Linked DNA regions of Lactuca sativa: region 1 is linked to region 2. Evidence: chromatin contacts called from public Hi-C data. All regions are on one chromosome and are shown on one strand. Each heading gives the region's core, a stretch centred on a gene start, on an enhancer-like site or on the middle of the called end of the contact. The rest is flanking DNA. Distances are from core to core; before and after follow the strand shown. Region 1 holds the start of LOC111914371 (U-box domain-containing protein 45). Region 2 holds the start of LOC111904916 (proteasome subunit beta type-5-B).

Region 1 (2,700 bases), core at 74-2,573, 470 kb before region 2:
TATACACAATGTTAATGAATAAATAAAAATCGTGTAATTAATTACTTTTAATGGGTAAATAGGTAAATGTAATATAAGATGAAAAGAGGATAGATTTTGTACCAAGTAAATTTTGCTACATTCAGTGCAGTGTTGAAGAAGTGTTTTTGTTTTCTCTAATGCTATGTGCAAAGAACATAATGCTTGAATCCCTGAAGTGCTTCGAGGACGTGATGCTTCTAACTCAGGGAAAACGGTCAACACTTTGATGTAGATCAAAGAGAGCGTCTTACACATTCCTCCGTGTAGCTATAATAAAACAAATTTATTAAATTAATAAATTATATTTAAAATATATTTGAGAAAACTACGGCAGATTGACAGAATTGAAGGAAATTAAACAAATAATGAATAAGTCCATCAATAATACACCAAGTAGATCATCAAATATTGTAATTAAATTAAAAAGAATAACGAAAGATTTACCTTCGGTTCACCCAGCGCAAACATATTCTCTTCAATTTCGGAAATTTCCATGATTTACGTTGACAAAAATATGATTTTGTTGACTTCAGATAACCTGAAATGATTAGCATACGACAGCAGTTACATTTCCGTTAACTCGGTAACTCAGATTCATCAAGACCTCATCAGATAATTCGCGATCAGGTGTAGCAGTAAATATTAAGAAAAATCAAGGAAAAACATGAATATGATAATTTAAAAAAAAAAAATGTATGAACTCACAAAACAGGAAGTTACATAAATTTGATCCAGTAAATTACAAAAAGAGAACTAAAAACAAAAAATGAATTTAACAACAACCAATTTGGAAAAACTTGATCGGTAAATTACACAAACTAAAACCAAAAATAAAAAAAATACTTCAACCATTGCCAGAAATCTCTTCAATGAAGAATACAAAGAAAACATAAACGGGGTTTTGTAATTTCTGCAAAAAACAAAAATATATACATTGAAAGAAAACAAACCTAACAAATTTCAAATCACGAGCACCCAATTAATTAAAAAAACTAAGAAATAGTAAGAATGAATTTTGGGTGTTTTGCCTGAAAACGTACCAGGGTGAACAGGGAAGCTTCATCAAACGAACATTGGAAACGAAAATTTAATGAAGTAATAAATCTTTTAGGGTTTCGAATATGCAAATATTATCCATTCGTTTCGCAACTTTAGATTTGCACATGATTTGAGTAAAAGTCAAGAACAGATGCAATTGTTGCCAAATCTGAACACAGACAGAGTAAAAGGAAAGATAACGACTGAGAAAGGGGGGGTTGGATTTAGAGGCGTAAATGGTAAAAGGGGATATTTTGAAATGAACACAAACTAGGGATCGAATAACATAATAATATTATTAAATAAGAATCACAAATCAAATCTATTGATTTAATATTTAGCATTATAATAATATTTTAAGCTTTTAATTATTGAAAAAACAATTAAATAATTTATTTACGAGTTGAATGTACGATTTACTTTTTAAACAATATGTTTCTTATAATATTAGATGAAATATTTTGTTTTTTAACTTTTTTTCATTATGGTGTGGTAACTTTTTTTTTATATATATTTTAATGAGTTCTTTCAACATTTTTCCTTAAATGAAAAATAATATATGTTGTTATTAAATGAGAACTAACGTATTTTGTCATTTAATTTATAACGCTTTTACTAAAATAAACACATACACACAAAACAAATGTTCATTATTACAAGACATTTTTAAACTAGATGATTTTTATTATTTTAGATGAAATATTTTGTGCTTTATTATTTGTTCATTGTTTTGGTTTTTGATAATTTAATGAATTATTTGCAATATTCTGTGTTAAAGAAAACTAATATATTTTATTATTAAATGAGAGTTAACGTATTTTGTCATTAAATGTAAATTAACTTTTTTTTTTGAACACGTATAACCGATTATTATAAAAACATATAAAGAAAAAAAAAACAACTAGATATTTTATCTTAAATACATATAATATTTGATTTTGTGAATGGGTTTAATAGAAATTATTGTAAGTTACTAATATATTGTTTTAATTAAGATATATAACAAAAATCCTTGATTTTGTTTCATTGCTACTGATTTGAATACACATATGACTCATTTATAATGAAGAATAGTCGTGTCACAATCTCCATTTTCGCCATGAATTTCTAAAGTGTATTATACAATTAACCGATTAAAATGACTTCATCCTATTTAATTTTATTAGATTTTATATTTATATGTTATTGAATTATAAAATTTGAATCACACATTAATTAATTCGGTTTACTCATTAAATCGGTTGAGCATGATATTATCTAATGAACTTTTTGTGTTACATTATTGAGCGGGTACATAACGAATTACGCATTGTTTTAATATAACCGTTAAAAAATGATATAAACTTGTGTTGTTTCTTTTAAAAACAACAAAGATGTATAATTAATGTTTTAAATAAATATTACCAATGTTTATCAAATTCAAAAAAATAAAAATCTTAGTAGAAAAAAAAAAGAATTCAAGTATTTTGAATTGGGTTTTGTTATATAATAAAAACTAACCTACTTGGTTTTTAACAAGTATAAATCATTAAAAAATTATTTTTAATTCTAGAAGTTAAATACCACCAAAATCAAACGAATGCAAAATACATACATGTTATTGTCTTTATCTTCAGTTAATTGTCAATCATATTAATGAAT
Region 2 (2,700 bases), core at 25-2,524:
AAATCTATAAGCAACAAAATGTTTAAAATCAACATCATATTTGAGTATTTTTAAACCCATTATGTAAATCTTTTCCAGGAACAACATAATATACACATGAGCACATCATTATTGTTCCCTTCTTCATAAGATCAAAAAACTATGTGTATTCCATGCTAGTGAAATTAGTATTCTCAAGGGTTAATGTCTCCCCACCTTCATAATAACCAAATGGCCCAAACACGAACAAACCTTTGTAGTTTATCTTAAAGGAAACAATGTTGTTGATGAAGAAGATGCCATTATGTTAGAAGAATAGAAAAAACCCTCTTTAATAACAATTACATGTATATATAACAACTATATATATGTATAATTGAAGTAAATATATATGTATGCTTCAACCAACCCTATGAAAGTAAGGATGGCTGGTAATCCATTACAGTCCATCAAAATGCGACAAAATTACACAAATTGATCACAATTAGAGACAATATATACCTTAGGTTCACTTTATACAAGGTAATCAAGCATAATTTTACTCCTTTAGCACATATTTGCAATTTTTCATTTTAATTTGTAAACTGTTTCTTGAGGGTATCGATATGAAAACTTCTTGCAGATTATTTGAAGTAGTTGGATTATGATAATGATGAGTTTGATTGTGGTTATATGAGTACAATTATCATTACGAACCTTATCATGTTCCCGCTTCTGTTGATCATAGAGTCGATCTTTCCTTTGAATATTGATGTGTTATTTGTGAGTCCATGTTAGATCATTTGATGTCTGAGTTGTATCCTTTGATGGTTGAGTTGTTATTTGTGAGTCCACATTCGATGCTAGTTGATATCCATACAAGTAAAAGTTTTTAAAAGAATAAATCGATAGTTGGTTACCAATAAATGTTGTTAGGGAAATTGTTAGAAAAGTCCCAATATTTTTGGAAAAGTTTCAATTTAATCCTTTTTTTTTGAACAAAAAATTCCAAATTATTTCATTTTAGACGATAATATGCTATTTCATGTTAAAAGAAAAAATGATTTTTTTTTTTGTTAATTTGAGCCAAAATGAAATAATCGAGACTTTCTGTTCAAAAAATAAATTTTAGAATAAAATGAGATTTTTCCAAAAATATTAAGACTTTTTTAACAATTTCTCAATATTTCTCAGTGTTGTTATAATGTTTCTTGGCCCTAAATAAAAAGTTTCAAATCCATGGGCCGAACTCAAATTTAATACTGGAGCCGCGAAAATGACGAACTTATTTTAATGGGCTGTACTTATTGGATCCACATGAACCGGGTCAGAACTCCGAACCCATCGAGAGTCGGATTTTAAGTTATAGTGTTGTTCAAGAAATCACTCCTTCAAATACTCTGATTTGAGTTTTCTCTCTGCTGAATCAACGTATTAACAATCTGGTCTATTCTTTCCGATTTAAAGGTATGATCTCGACTTAGTTCTTCGACTTCCATTTGCTCTTCAATTTAGCTAGGTAGATTGCTGTATGCATTTTCTTTGATCTCGCTCAGAATCAGGTCTTCATAATCTAGGGTTTGTTACGAATTGTACATTTTGTTGTTAAAAACATCACTCCTTCAAACCTGATATCATGGATGTAGCAACGCAATTGGTCGGGTTTGAGTGACGGTTTCGTTAACCCATTAGAAAAATCGAAGGAATCTGGAGCAGCGGGAGAAGATGTTGAGGAAGATGTACGCAGATCAGTCCATCTTCTACACAATAGGAAACGTATTTTCCTTAGGGTTGTTTAGATGTTGTGCAGCGAAAAAAGATCAAGGGGAGGGGGTTTAGGTAAAAGGGTTGAATGGGATAAAGAAGGTAAACAGAAACGTGAGGGAGCGTTTGAATTGATAACGACTCCCACTTATCCCATTAAGCCATGGTTTAAGCATTTAGTATAAAAGAAAACTACCTTAGATATCTGTACCCCATAAGTCTTTCATCCATTTAGCCTACTAAATCAAAAACAAACAACACCTTAGTCTCTACAGATATCATGCACTTTATCCAATACAGTTGAGGAGAGCATGAAATTTGTGTATACTGCAAATCATGTAGCTTCCAGATTGTGAACTAGAAACCTTACTAATGAATTTTGATGTGTTTAGGTGGAAATCATGAAGCTCGACTTTAGTGGACTAGAATCAAGTGCACCACTCTATGGAGGAAGTGATGACTTGCTTTCTGATGGGTTCTCAGATGCCCCTTCATTTGACCTTCCAGTTACATCAGATGTGAGTTTCTTCACAATTCTTGCCTTTTTCTTTTTTTTACCTTTCTGCTAGATGTTAAGTGAATGTATTTATTGCTAAAACACTACATCAAATCCTTTGTTTCAGTTTGATGGATTTCAGAAGAATTCTATCCAAATGGTAAAACCAGCAAAGGGAACAACCACTTTGGCTTTTATTTTCAAGGAGGGTGTGATGGTTGCTGCAGATTCCCGAGCTAGCATGGGAGGCTATATATGTATGCACTTCTTCTTCGAGATATCATGCTGTTTTTATTCATTTAAAATTTTATCTTTACTTGATCAATGATTAATTATGAATCGTGATTTGAAAGAGCATTAACTAGTCTAATATGCTCTTTTAATTTTGTTTTTTTTTTCAGCATCTCAATCTGTGAAAAAAATCATTGAAATTAATCCGTATATGCTTGGTACTATGGCTGGAGGAGCTGCAGATTGTCAGT

Evidence for each region. A called contact is a pair of places that touch in the nucleus more often than the background predicts.
Region 1: a Hi-C map of leaf shows a contact between it and region 2, with 6 times the contacts expected there. The contact joins the promoter of LOC111914371 here to the promoter of LOC111904916 in region 2. A contact is called at or near these places in 3 of 4 Hi-C or Micro-C datasets (bud and leaf).

What each region holds. Positions count from the first base shown.
Region 1 is chr8:278,423,543-278,426,242 of Lsat_Salinas_v11, reverse strand. LOC111914371 (U-box domain-containing protein 45) reads right to left here and starts at 1,323. Exons shown (of 6, transcript XM_023910123.3): 1 at 1,062-1,323; 2 at 466-559; 3 at 103-288. The coding sequence starts at 516.
Region 2 is chr8:277,948,955-277,951,654 of Lsat_Salinas_v11, reverse strand. It overlaps LOC111904916 (proteasome subunit beta type-5-B), which reads left to right and starts at 1,274. Exons shown (of 8, transcript XM_023900619.3): 1 at 1,274-1,425; 2 at 2,115-2,240; 3 at 2,346-2,475; 4 at 2,620-2,700. The coding sequence starts at 2,124.